Regions from separate parts of the Mus musculus genome. Here all the other regions are linked to region 4. Evidence: chromatin contacts called from public Hi-C and HiChIP or PLAC-seq data. All regions are on one chromosome and are shown on one strand. Each heading gives the region's core, a stretch centred on a gene start, on an enhancer-like site or on the middle of the called end of the contact. The rest is flanking DNA. Distances are from core to core; before and after follow the strand shown. Region 1 overlaps Bach2 (BTB and CNC homology, basic leucine zipper transcription factor 2). Region 2 overlaps Bach2 (BTB and CNC homology, basic leucine zipper transcription factor 2). Region 3 overlaps Bach2 (BTB and CNC homology, basic leucine zipper transcription factor 2). Region 4 has its middle 74 kb from the start of n-TGccc3.

The links. A called contact is a pair of places that touch in the nucleus more often than the background predicts. HiChIP or PLAC-seq counts read pairs in DNA pulled down with a chosen protein or histone mark.
Region 1: an H3K4me3 HiChIP or PLAC-seq map of bone marrow-derived macrophages shows a contact between it and region 4, with 3 times the contacts expected there. The contact joins two enhancer-like sites. A contact is called at or near these places in 11 of 484 Hi-C or Micro-C datasets (CD4 T cells, CD8 T cells, astrocytes and 7 more) and 11 of 115 datasets of contacts at active chromatin or transcription factors (CD8 T cells, the NIH/3T3 cell line, VIP interneurons and 8 more).
Region 2: a contact with region 4 is called in a Hi-C map of embryonic fibroblasts, with 3 times the contacts expected there. The contact joins two enhancer-like sites. A contact is called at or near these places in 3 of 484 Hi-C or Micro-C datasets (the NIH/3T3 cell line, embryonic fibroblasts and nephron progenitors) and 1 of 115 datasets of contacts at active chromatin or transcription factors (embryonic basal ganglia).
Region 3: a Hi-C map of forebrain shows a contact between it and region 4, with 4 times the contacts expected there. The contact joins two enhancer-like sites. A contact is called at or near these places in 3 of 484 Hi-C or Micro-C datasets (forebrain and nephron progenitors), 4 of 115 datasets of contacts at active chromatin or transcription factors (embryonic basal ganglia, embryonic forebrain and embryonic stem cells) and 2 of 9 other capture datasets (embryonic stem cells and embryonic trunk).

What each region holds. Positions count from the first base shown.
Region 1 is chr4:32,553,720-32,557,272 of GRCm38.p6, forward strand. All of the region lies in intron 2 of Bach2 (BTB and CNC homology, basic leucine zipper transcription factor 2), which reads left to right. Among named protein-coding and RNA genes, the nearest start is that of Bach2os, 16 kb to the right of the region's middle. Within about 2 kb of position 2,097, at least 10 of the 459 cell types and tissues checked have an H3K27ac peak or open chromatin away from gene starts, as enhancers often do. A contact at or near this core is called in bone marrow-derived macrophages and microglia, where this site is marked.
Region 2 is chr4:32,464,778-32,468,002 of GRCm38.p6, forward strand. All of the region lies in intron 1 of Bach2 (BTB and CNC homology, basic leucine zipper transcription factor 2), which reads left to right. Among named protein-coding and RNA genes, the nearest start is that of Bach2, 49 kb to the left of the region's middle. Within about 2 kb of position 1,409, at least 38 of the 459 cell types and tissues checked have an H3K27ac peak or open chromatin away from gene starts, as enhancers often do. A contact at or near this core is called in embryonic fibroblasts, where this site is marked.
Region 3 is chr4:32,485,393-32,488,669 of GRCm38.p6, forward strand. All of the region lies in intron 1 of Bach2 (BTB and CNC homology, basic leucine zipper transcription factor 2), which reads left to right. Among named protein-coding and RNA genes, the nearest start is that of Bach2, 70 kb to the left of the region's middle. Within about 2 kb of position 1,544, at least 54 of the 459 cell types and tissues checked have an H3K27ac peak or open chromatin away from gene starts, as enhancers often do. A contact at or near this core is called in embryonic basal ganglia, embryonic forebrain and forebrain, where this site is marked.
Region 4 is chr4:32,302,195-32,305,379 of GRCm38.p6, forward strand. It overlaps a transcript of Bach2 not described here. Among named protein-coding and RNA genes, the nearest start is that of n-TGccc3, 74 kb to the left of the region's middle. RefSeq lists an enhancer at 1-3,185. Within about 2 kb of position 1,742, at least 247 of the 459 cell types and tissues checked have an H3K27ac peak or open chromatin away from gene starts, as enhancers often do. A contact at or near this core is called in bone marrow-derived macrophages, embryonic basal ganglia, embryonic fibroblasts and 3 more, where this site is marked.

The sequences.
Region 1 (3,553 bases), core at 847-3,346, 250 kb after region 4:
AAGCGCACCATCCCTCAGATTGCATCGACTCTATGCTCTGCTGCTTGAGTTTTCATTAGCCCATCTTTCTTTTGTTAACTGCATAGAAGTGGGAAGTCAGAACCCCAAGGAATAAAGGGCTAAGGGTCAGTATTCTAACCTGTCACTGTCAGTGTGTTGCTCGTGTCACTGTGAGTTTGGTGGCCTGGTCTTACTACTCTCAGAGCTGATGCCTACAGGTTGGTGCTGCTGCCTCCTGTGTACCAATTACGGCTAAGGTCAGGAGCCAGCAGGATACAGAAAGCAGGAAAAGATTAGTTCCTGTAACCTGCCCGGTCTCAGTCCCACATGGAATGCCATATCTGCTCCTGATGTAAGATCTAGTACCATTGCGTAGTCGGGGCTGTGTATTCCAGGGCCACATAGCAATGGAGTTGCTTAGTACTGTTTATCATGCCCTTAGGACATTCCTAAATGGCCAGTGGGCTTTAACCTAGATCCGTCCACTTCCTTCACAGCGATGGCACAGGGCTTGTTAACAGCAGTGGAAAGGAACTAGTTTTCTATTTCTAACCACTTCATCCTACTTGATGAGCATTCCTTTTTTTAAGTACAATTTTATGGGTCATTGGAGAATGATTCGCTGCCTCCCACCCTTATTTTTTCCCATTATCAGAGACTTACTCCTTAGGAACAAAGAGTAAATGCCAGTGTAGATGTAGTCACAGCTTTATGATGGGCAGCTTCACCTTGCTACCTGGAGAGTTGCCATCTGATACAATGAGTGGATTTCAGTGCTTCCTCAAAATAGGCAGATTGTGTAGGCAGATTTGGATACATGGAGGCTAATCCAGTATGTAGACAATCCAGTAATTGATGGGTTTAGCACTATCCAAAATGTGTAATGGGCACTTTGTGTGTGTGTGTGTGTGTGTGTGTGTGTGTGTGTGTGTGTGTGTATGTACCTTTGGACCTTTGCCTGGGGTTTCTCCAGGGGCAGTTTAAATGTGCTCATCATATGAATGTACCCAAGACCCACAGCATAAACAGACGAACTGCATCCTAGTGTCCCAGTGTATGTGTTCTGGGGACCAGCAGACCATCAGTCTCTTCTCATGTGTGTGTCTGGATTTCTCAGCTGACCGCTGTTCACATACTCTCGAGATGGCACTTCTGGGGTTGTCTTGCGTACACTCTTACAACAGTAACTAATTTCACACACTTTGTACGGCCTCTACACATCTAAGCTTCAGTCACAGCCACGTGCTTGTCCGTCACTCTCAGCCCTAAGTCAAGGGTCCTGGGTTTACATCCTGCCTGCTTACCCACTAGATTGTACAACCTTGGATAAGTTCCTTTACCTCCGTGCCTCTCAGTTTCCTGGGTACGAGGTAGAAGCCATCATGGCTGCTTTACACGCCAGCACAGGACTGGCCCATGAGATGCTTCACAAGTTGTGGCTGTGACTCCCTAGACAAAGCCTTGCACGTAGAAGACGAGTACAGTTGTGTGTGCAAGGCAGGATTCATCTGGGTGTGGAAGAAGAGTTAGATGTCGGCTCTTGTGAAATTTTCTGGTGCAAACAGACTTTCCTGTCTTGGGCTTAGATTATAATTTATAAGCCAATCTCTCTTCAGTCTTACTGATTTTAAGGGGCACATTAATTTGTATGGCTGTCTCATGTATAAAATACTGTTTTGAAGTATGGCCACACTGTGGAATGGATGAATCAAGCTAACTAACAAATGCATTCGTTATCATTCTGTGATAATAACACGTGTGCTTTCTTGTCAGTTTTCAGGAATGTTCCATATTGTCACTAACTACTCACTGTACGGCGGCTCTCAGATGAACTGTTTATTTAATAGCTATGGGTTCTTTGACCACCATCTTCCAATCTCTTCTGCCATCTAGCCATCCCATCCGCATTTTCTTTTCTGTGCCTATGAAATCTACGCTAGACTGTACATGTGAGTGAACTACTGCAATCGTGCCTCTCCGTGCCTGGCTGATTTGACTTGTACAACTTCCCATGTGACCATCTATGTAGTTACAAATAGCAGGGTTTGTGCGTTTTATGCTCTATTGTATTCTACTGTGTGCATATCCTGTACTTCCTCTATCTATTATAGAGAATTAGCTACTGAGCATTGTGCTGCAGCAGTAAGTACAGGGATACAAACATACTGTATTTATTTCCTTTGGAAACACACCCAGCAGTGGGGTTTCATTTTTTACTTTTTAGAGAATTCTCAATGGCTCCTTTTCTCTGCAGCCTCACCAACACATACTAAGTTTCACCCTTCTAATAACAGCAATCCTGATGGGTTTTTTATAATTTTTTGAGACAGGCTCTCACTATGTAGCCCTGGCTAGCATAGGTAGACTTCCTTATGTAGACCAAGCTGGTTTCAAATTCACATAGATCTATCTGCCTGCCTCTGCTTCTGGAGTGCTGAGGTTAAGGGTCATAGCTGCTCTCTTACTATTTTTTACATTTGGTCCTTAGTAAATGTAGAACTTGCAGACATGTTCCCACATCTCTTTGTACTCTGTAATTCCTTTGTAATTCCTTAATCCCTAAGTAGAACCTGTCTTTATTATGATACATGCCCCTTGGTCTAGTTTTGCTTTTGTTCCTTCATACCCCAAATGAGGCAGTATATCCAGTATCCAAAACCATCATAGTCCAGACCAACACAATGGAATTCTGTGCACACTCCCATGCATTCTCTGTAGTTCGAGATCCCATGTTTGAGTCTTTCTTTCATACACTTTGAGTGAATATTTGTATCTGGTGAGAGACACAGATCTGTTTTCATGCTGTGAAGTCGTACAGTTTTCCCAGTAGCACTTACAGAAGTGATTTTCTTTCTCTGCTGTGTGTTTTTAGCACCTTTGTCAGATCAGCTGTCTGTAAATGTATGGGTTTATTTCTGGGCTCTCTGTTCCATTCTCCTGGTCTGGCTCTGTGTGATGCCATGACAGTGCTGCTTATGGGCTAATGCAGTTTATGTTATGTTTGTAAAGGGGGTAAGACAATGCTTCTTGCTTTATTTTTCTTGTAGATTTCTTTGGTTCTTCGGGATCTTTTGTGGTTCCATACTGTTGATAGAACTCTCTCCCAGGGAGAGACATAAAGCATTGTGTAGTCCTCCTCTCAGAGTCCTAATGACCAACGGAAACGTGACCCACCTAAAGCTCCCTCTAGAGAGCCATGAGTTTACAGCTTCCTTACAGAGTATAAGTGAGAGGTCACTTACAGGGTACGGGACTCCTTCCCCAACTAGCTGTACCTGATAACCCTTACCCAGCAGTGGTGTGGGCTTCCTGTAGCCCTATCTAGTATTTCTTGACTGATACATAATAAGTATATATACGTATAGTCAGAGATATAGAGAATATAGAATCTTTCTACATATACTATATATACATACTCTTTCTATTTCCATATATACTATATCTCTGAATGATACACACACACACACACTAACCCCTCCCCTAACCCACATGCAGAGTCCCCAGATGGGAGGAAGCAGTTGGATGTAGCTGCATACTCCAGCAAGAATCGCCT
Region 2 (3,225 bases), core at 159-2,658, 160 kb after region 4:
TTTAAATCATCTCTAGACTCAAGGCTCCCACTTTACCTCTCTAGAATTAACCCTGTCCCCTGGTCCTTTTGATCCCTTCCTAGGGCCATCCATGGGATGTTGAGTCTGAGCACACCTCCTCTCACTCCCAAACCCGAGCCTCTCCCTGGGGTTTCCCGTTCACCAAAGCCACCCCGGGCCATCTGGTCACTTACTTGGAACTTCTCAGAGCCATCATTAACTCTATTCCTTTACTTCCTCCACCTACTCATTAGCACATCTTACCAGTCGCACTTTCTAAGCACTTGTGGAACCCGGCCACTTTGCCATCTTTTTTGCTGTTTCCTCCCTCTTCTGATCCATCAGCTAGACCGTTTGCTAATACTACCCAGGAGCTTCCACCATGCCTCCCTGCCAGCCCATTCCACTTAAACATCAAAGTGATCATTTTGAAGCATAAATGAAATCCTATACAACTCACCCACTATTGTTATACATAGACTTCAGACTACTCGCAAACCTCCACGTACCCTGCCAGCGCTTCACCTTTGTAACCCTCTCTGTCCATGACCTCCAGCCACTCTGGAAGGTTAGCATAGTGTCAAGCCTGCTCATTCTATAAAGTTGTTGAACAAGCCACTTATTTTGCTCTCTGAAATCTACATGGTCTGCTCACTCGAGTCACACAGAATCTGCTCAAGGGACTTACTGTGACCAAGATGCCAAATGCAAGACCCCATCCCGAGTTCATCCACTCTCTTGTCATGCCTACACTTTTCTCTCTATCACATTCTGCTGGGAAACTGTCTGTATATTGATGTTTCTCCTGAGGGTAAGTGCTCCCTGAGACATGTTCCCTCGCTTTGTTCCTGCTGCATGCCCAGGTACCTAGAGGAAAGTATGACATAAGACATGGAATGTTGGAGACAGCCAGTATTCACTGAATGCCCATCTTTGTTGTAGGTGTTCTGATACAGTAAAAGAAACCAGAAGGAAAATGGGATTCTGCCCTAGGGAACTCACCCCTTGGGTGGCAGAGACAGACAAGTACGCATCTCTGTGGTTCTGTGGCTGGGTAGTGTAGCTCCAGCTTGAAACCCCCAACTGTGCCCGCAGGAATCGGAAAGGTAGCCAGAAAGAGCTGACATTTGAGATTATTCCTGACAGATGAGCAAGTGTTTTCAAGGTAGAGGAGAGTGGGAAGGACACTTCAGGTGTGGAAGTGGCAGGTGCAGCAGCGTGGCACTGGGATAGATAACATTCAATGGACCGCGAATGTGACCAGCTTATGAGAGAGCTCAAAGATGTGAGTGCTTGAGTCAGCTACCAGAAAGCAACAACTTAGTTTATTCTTGGCGCTGAACGTGCTCCTTGGAATTTTCCCTTTTAGTAAGCAGTGCCCGTTCAGATGATTACTCATGCCGCAGTTCTCAGAGTCATCCTTGTATTTTCATTCTCTTACACTCCACGTCTAGTCTGCCAGCTACACACCATCAGCCCTGCCTTCCAAATAGGTGCCACGCCCAGCCTCTGCTCGCCAAGCTTATATGAATGTCTGACCCCAAGCTGCACCGTAGCTAACACTTCCAGGCAAGCCTCCCTGCTTCTCTTATGACCTTCATGGCCCCATTCCAGTCAAAAGCCAGCACTGTCATTGTCAACTGCTCTTAACTTAAAACTGGAGGAGCAACGGGCATGGATCAACTACGTGGGTGCCTAGAAAAGAGTCTGTGTGTGTGTTGGGGGTGCACTTGAGAGAGAGACAAAAAGAGAGACTCTGCATATCAAAGTCTGTGTCTTGTATATCTATATGTCTTCTTCCTTCCCCTCCCCTCCTTCCATTTCTTCTCCTTCTCCTCCCCCTCCTCTTCAACCCTCTCCCACACCACCATTCTCCTCCTCACCTTCCTCCTCTTCACCTTCTCACCCTTACCATACTTCTCATCTTCCTCCTCCCCCTCCACCTCTTCCTCCCCCTCCCCCTTCCCCTTCTTCTCCCCCCTTTCCTCCTTACCATCCTCCCTCTCACCCTCCTCCTCCTGGCTCTCCTACTCCTCCTCACCGTCCTCCTCTTCACACTCCTTCCCCCTCCCCTCCCCTCACCCTCCTCCTCACCCTCCTCCTCCTCCTGTCTCATCCCCCTTCCCCATCCCCTTTCCTTCCTTCCCCTCCTCCCACTTTCCCTTACTCTCCCCACTGGCCACCATCAGATAGGAATCCTTGTTTCACTTCCAACACGTGTCCACTGGCCGTGATGTCACACCTCACACAGAGACAATGGAGCTAAGTGATTGTAGACTGAATCTCTTGAAAATGTCAGCCAAAATATATCTTCCCTCCTTTGGGTTGTTTTATCTTAAGTATTTTCTTCACAGTGACAGAGATACAACTAATATTATAAATGCAAAGAGCATGTGGTTTTTAAAAAAAAAAATCAAAATAAGCAGAAAAGTTTAGCTTACTTGATCAATAAAAATCAGGGAAGTGCATTTTGATATATAATGTGGTTGCTTAAAAGGAATCATGAAGTCCATTTCACTCAGATTTCTATAAATAAAATTTTAAAACATAATGAAATACATTCTTTTATGAGAATATGTAATTCAGCCCTCTGAAGTTTAAAGAGAAAGTCTATAAGATTGACCACTGTGGGAAAACATGGTTTGTTCTTTTTCTCACCTCCGAGACAAAAAGCCTCATAGAGGCAGCTTACAGGAATAAGAGTTGTGTCAGCTTGTGGCTTCTGAGGACACTGGTCCGTCACAGTGGGAGCCTTGGAGGATGGGAAGTTGCCACTGCCAGTGTGGGACACGCACGCTTCTGTCTGTAGCAGGAGTTGAAGCACAGCTTATCCACATCTGGAAGATGAGAAACCAGAGTGTTAGAAGGTTAGAACCTTCGAAGCTGACCCTAAGCATCTCGTGTCTACCAGCTAGTTCACAGTCCCTCCCAAATGCTGCACAGCCTCCAAAACAAAGCCTTCAATGAGGCACCGCGAGTTCACATGCAAACCCAGCAACCTCCCAAAACACAGCACCAGCTGTGGGCCATGCGTTCACATGGAAGACTTAAAATCACCAATGGAACTTCAAGCTTGTACCAGAGTTATAAGAACAGTGTCATGGGCAGATGGATTTTATTTCAGGAGTAAAGGATGTTACAATAGAAAAGTTTTAATATAATCTATCACACTAAAATCTACCTTATAATTTACTAAGTTTATCTTTTATACCAAACACTATACTG
Region 3 (3,277 bases), core at 294-2,793, 180 kb after region 4:
GCTAGATAATGCAAGTTGTTTCTAGAGATACTAAGACAAGTCTCATCAACAAGCAAGAACTCCTGTTGCTTCAGCAACAATATTAAATTTAATATTGTCAGATTTTCTACTTCTTTCCAAGCTGGTGGTTATGGACTGTCTTTAATACTTTATTATCTTTAGCCAGATTCATTACAGTTTGCCCTAGCATCATATTATATTTTCCAGATCAGTGTCTTTGTCAGCTTCTGCTTCTTCACTCAGATTATTTTAAATATGAAAAGTTAGAATGAGTCGCCATTTTCTCATTGGATACTTTGGAGTTTAGATCTTTTTTTTTTTTTAATTTTCATCTGTGCAAATGAATAAATGAAACAACCACCACAGATGCAGAGCTTCTCGTGACTGCTCTGTGTTCAAATCTGGGTGTACTTCTCAACTGTGAAAGTAAAAAAAACCATTGTCGCAAAGGTGCTAGTGAATCCAAGTTCCTCCTGAAAGGTCAAGGAAAATGGACTTTTATACTGAACTAGGAAACCTTTGAGAACTCTGAAGGACTTGATGATACAATTGCAATAGCTCCAGTCTTAGCAGTGCCCTTAAATTTCAGTTCCCTTGGCGCTAAGCAGGAGGCAGACAGATGGGGGCTTTGAGGAAGTAAATCAGAGAAACCTTTTAGCTGATCCACGCCAGGCCCTCCCTCTAGCTCTCTAAGGCACTAGGGACATTAAGCACTCAATGTTTGCATTAGGAAAGACTGAAGCTTTCTACTTTCAGTGAGAAGTTTGATGTGCTTAGAAAGAGTTTGCAGACCACACTAACACCGACTCTGACTCCGTTTGAATAGCTCTCTGCACTCACGAGTCTCTATAGACATGCTAACTTCCTCCTCTAAAAACTAACTCTTACGAATTTATAGTAAATAACTTTTTAAATGCTTGATAAGAGCAGAAATTCACTCGGCAATTACTAAATAATTTAGCATCTGATTCACAGAAGTGTTTACTTAATGCACTGTTTCTGGGAGCGGTGTGGGGCGCACCGAGTGAAGTGGTTTATAATTTACTCCTTTTCTTCACCCGCAAGGCATATTAATTTTTTTTCATCCCAAGCATTCTAGACATGACAGGTTGTCTGTAAAATTTAACATTCTACTTTTTTTGTGAATTGCCGCTTTTCTGATTCCCCACTGTGGATTTTTTAACTTTGTGAATTATACTTTTAACAGAGGAACTGTTAGACACTTCACTATCTGAATATGATTCAGTAATGAATGAAGAGCGGGTGAGCTCACAAGTGAGTCTGCATTCATTAATACGGCATGCTTGACTGAGAAGAGTGTGGCCTCCGTAGCTGCTTTTGAGGGGATGAGCATGCTATGATAATATAGTAGTAATTAGCTTCTCCTGCCGAACCATATGAGGAAATGATTGGGGTGTGTGTGTTGTGCACATGTGCAGCTGGGGTTTTTGGCATGCAAGAAGAATGAGATCAGCCAAAACCCAAACCAGAGCCTTTGGAAAGCTCCCTCACAATCTGACTTCAGCTAATGTCTACATACTTTAACACATTGTCTACTGCTTAGGGTAAAGCCTGGCTGTCAGACTCCTGCGTGCTATTCTGGGATCCCTGCTCCGCGCGCGCACTGTGAAGTGTTTCATTCTTAGATCCTGTGATCCCTGCTGCTTTGTTGCATTAGGTGGCAAGCGTTGCTTAATTAACATTAGGAACGAACGAAGGAGAAATAGAAAGCAGGGTGCTCGCTCCTGCAAGGGAGGAAGAGCCGAAGGCAGATGAGAGTTCACAGAACACACGTGATGAGGCCGGATGAAAGGGCTGCAGGAATAGGGTGCCATTGTGCTTGAAGAGACCCGGGGAGGGGTGGATACAGTCAGACATGTAAAGAACAAGAGAAAGCCAATTGGACAACTACAGCAGAAAGAACTATCCAAGAATCAGGTAACAGCATCCAGAAAAGTCACTAAATAAAGGTCTAGCAATCGTTTCCTAATAATGGATTTCAGGGTTTGCCTTGTGTGCGGGTTAGCTTTTATGTCAGCCTGACACAGGCTACAGTCCTTTTGGAAGAAAATACCTCAATTGAGAAAATGTCCCCATCAGACTGCCCTGTGAGCGAGCCTGTGAGGCATTTTCTTCATTGATGAGATGTGGATAGGCCCATCCTTCATGGGTAGAGAGACCCCTGAATGGGTGATCCCAGGTGCTATAATAAAGCAGGCTGAGCAAGCCATAAGGACCAAGCCAGTAAGTACCACCCCTCCATGGCCTCTGCATCAGCTCCTGCTTCTAGGTTCCTGTCCTGACCTTTTCTCAGTGATAAACTGATGTGGAAATACAATTGAGATAAGCCCTTTCTTCCTTGAGCTGCTTTCTTCTCGGTGTTTTATCGCAGCAATGACTAAGACACCTACCATGTGGAAGACCCTGGGTTCATTCCCCAGCACCACCCAAAATAGATTTCAGTTTCTACTGTTTGCTGAACAGAATTAATATTGTTTAAATGTCTTCAAATCTTAATTGATGGCTTAGCCAGAAGAGCAGATATCCTTGCGAATGTGACTTTTATAACATTCTTGGCCAACTGAGACTCCATATATGGCCCTATCCTCTCTTTTCAAAAGCCAGTTCTCTTAGGAAAAGGCTGGGTCCTCGAGACTCTCCCTTATTCCCCAGCTGTCTGGGAGCTCTGCAGCCTTGCCTGAATCCTGGAATATGGTAATCCAGTCTCTGCCTTGTTTTGCCAACTATTAACTTCCTCGTGGGACATGATTCTTGTCCTCCTCTCCAAAGTGGTTAGGACCTCAGTCAGGTCTCAGTGGAATCTCAGCTGAATTTCCCTGGTGACATATCTGCAGTTCATATTTGCTTGCTCAGGCGATGTTCCCAGAACGGACCCTCCAGGTTAAGGTGAAGCCACCAACAGCGTGACTTCTCCATGTTGCTCCCAGAAGCCCTTCACACTTGGGTCCCCATGTCCTACAAGGAACTTAGTTCAAGAAAGTTACTGCCCTATCAAGGAATATCGGGGTGCATCCTGACAGGAGTTCCTAATTTGGGCTCTGCAGAGCAGGAGACTGGAATCCTGCTTTCTCCCCCAACCCTAGAGAAACCTTTGTACATTGTCTACTTCATTTCTTAGAACCACCTCTTCAGAGACAACTTTTTATTTGATGCAACTTCTGCGACAATTAAACTGCACTCATAAATTGTCTTCAAAGGGCCTAATTAAGATAATTTCTGTCAACTAGAAGGTAACAACCCACCCTCTAAATCACTT
Region 4 (3,185 bases), core at 492-2,991:
AGATACCCCAATATGCAGTTAAAAGAGTATAGAGTGCTTCAAATCCTGTGAAGGCGAAGCTCTAGGAAAATCCTATCAGTTCCAACAGCATGTACCATTTCTGCATGCTGTTAAAGTGCAGGCCTGGGGAAGCAGCTATGTTGGCAGAGTACTTATCTAGCATGAACAAAGCCCTAGGTTTGATCCGCAGCACCACATCACCCAGCATAACACACATAACACATTTGTAATCCCGGCATCAGGGGTTCAGGCAAGAGGAGGGAGATTATTTTTGCTGTGTGCTTTCACCCCTGGAAAATGCAGAAGGAAGAAGGCATTCTTCGGTCAGTCATCAGTTGCCTGAAAATGGCTGCGAGCTCCTGTTCCAGAGTGCCTGCCTCATCTGTCTCCCTGTTTCGTGTCTTGAAGTGGAAAGAACCATCAGAAAATTAAACAATAGCAGTCGAATACCTAGGAGCAGGAGGGATTGATTCCTGAAGTGAGTCAGGGGTGTGTCATCCTGTGTGACACTGACACCAAGCTAATTGAATGTTGAGACAAACATGCGTTTGCCTGTGTGTGTGTGTGTGTGTGTGCGAGCGAGTGCGCACTCACACATGTGTGAGTTAAAGCCTTCCTGTCAGTATGTGAAGTGACTGTGAAGGGCACCACAGCAAACTCTGGTTCTATCAAGAATGTACCTATTTTTAACATGCTGGATCAAGTGTCTGCAGTCATAGGGGATGAGGAAGGAGTAGAGAATGTGTGTGTGTGGGGGGGGGGAGACTGACTTGAGGAGATTCTGTAAAGGACCCTCTGGCGTGTTTACAGTTCAGCTGTGCATTCTTAATGGCTCCACTGCTGCCAGGTCAGGTAACATTTTCTTTGCATGTGATGAATGGCAGAGAATTCTCTTGCAAGGGAACCAAGGAGCTGGGAGGGGGGAAAGGGGAGGACAGGGATAAGAAACACACAGCTCCAGAGGGGTACAGCCCTTGCTTTGCAGTTGCCTGTGTGGATAGAAACCAGATGGCATGCTGGAACACCCGCTTGGCTATCTGAGGAGCCAAACATATGGCTAATGGTGGGGAGAGCGAGCCTCAGAGCCAGAGCTTTGCTGATGTTTCATATTACAGATTGTTACAGTGTGTCATTACATGGCAAACCTAAGTGCTTAATACCCACTGCAGGCGCTGGCCATACACTTACAAGAAGGACTGTTAACTCTTTGCTGGCTCTGAATGGAGGAGTGACATCATCGGGAGACTGAAAATGTCTGGTGTGGAGGAGAATTTTGTAGTGGAAACAATATTGTTTTAAAACGTGAGAAGCCATCACTCCACTGAATTCAGCTGTGCTCTGAGAACCTTTTTGTACGAGACTTTATTTCCCCTTCTCTTCCTATTTCTCTTTCTTTCTAACACACACACACACACACACACACACACACACACACACACACACACACACACTGAGGTTGGGGGGGGTGCTAAAATCAAAATCCAGGCTGCGACACCACTCTGGTGGGTCAGACAGCATGATCACCTGGAAGCCACATAGCTGCACTCAGAGGTCGCACATTTGAAGTTTCTGTTTGGGAAGCTCTGGGCAACAGCAGGTCTGTGTTATCTGAGGAGCTGCTGAGCCCATTCATCTGCTTTTCACAGCCCGCTTCCTTTTATTTTTAGCCAGATCCGTCAGGCCTGACAGGCGGGTAATTCGAGCCAGAGGAAGGGCAGCGCTCCAAGTCCTTTCCACAAAGCAATTCTTCTCCTCCCTCCTGGGAGGGCTCCAGACTTGGCCTGCTTCGGGCAGATGGATTTGTTGAGTCATGTGAGAGAGAGCATTTACACAAAAACACAGTGAGGCAGTGGAAATGAGACAGAAAGAAGGAAGGAGAGAAAAAAAGAAAGAAAGAAAGAAAGAGAGAGAGAGAGAGAGAGAGAGAGAGAGAAAGAAAGAAAGAAAGAAAGAAAGATAGATAGATAGATAGATAGATAGATAGATAGATAGATAGATAGATAGATAGATAGATAGAGTAGAGCAGCCAAAGCAGAAAGGAGGGTGAGTGAGCCAGGGAAGCTTGTGGCCTGCAGCGTGCAGCCTAGTGCAGGAATTCTGCAGCAGTCAGTGCCCGAGGAATGCCATAGAGGCTCTTGTATATAAGGTAATGTCTAGTTTACTGCATGGGTGGAACCCGGCTAGACGCTTCCTCTTTTTAGCAGAGGAAAGCAGTACTGGGAAACTTATATGTATGTATATATATATTTTTTACAAGCAGCACTCAGTAACAAAGACCACACTGTGACAGTGTTGGTTCCAGTAGCGGTAACTGACCAATGGGCTGCTTTAGAGAAAAAAATGAGTTTGCTTTGTGATGTAATACAAGTTTGCTTTGTCTGGACGCCAGCAAGACTGAGGACACAGAGGAGGGGGAAGAGGAAAATTGGACCAGGACTTTTGGTTAATGGTTTCCAGAGATCATTGAGAGAAGTTGAGTGGAGGGGGGAAAGTGGATAATGTGGAGAGTTGCTGTGAGGTATACCGTAATTACGGTAGGTAAAACAGAGCTTTTCCTATGGCTTCCGTGCTCAAGCTGATGTGAACGGTTTTGAAACGCTGAGGAAGGCATTGTTTCCCCCCACCCTGCCAGCACCCCCACCATGGCACTAGTTTCTCCTTTAGCATTTGGACAGTGAGAAGAACCAGATTCTACATTATGGGAAGCAGCATTAACTTCATGGATCGGTTTTGCTTACTCTTGGTACCACAGGCCTTTAAAACAGTCCGTGGAAACGGTCCCCGCTGCTCATTCATAAAGTTTGAATTAGTTTATATACAATAGTGCAGGAATTCTCCCGGTTTTGCAGAATGAAAGTCTGCCTAAGAGAAAAACGACCAAGTTATCTAAGTGTGCGATCCGTCCAATGGAAGAAAGCACACAGTGCAGAGATCAGGAAATACATGGACACTGAAATGGAAATGGAGAGACGAGGGAGTGACTTCATAGACAGCATCCCCGCAACCTTGCATTTATTCTGAACTCCACTAGTGCAGCCTTCCCCGCCCCCTTCTCAGCCTCCCTAGAATGTAGGTCAACTTCACCATGGCTCCTCATATTTTGTTAGCATTTTAAAAGTTGGAACATTTTGCCGATGTTTTGAGACGGAAATGTATTTAAGTTGCCTGGGTGGTTTCAGTAATTC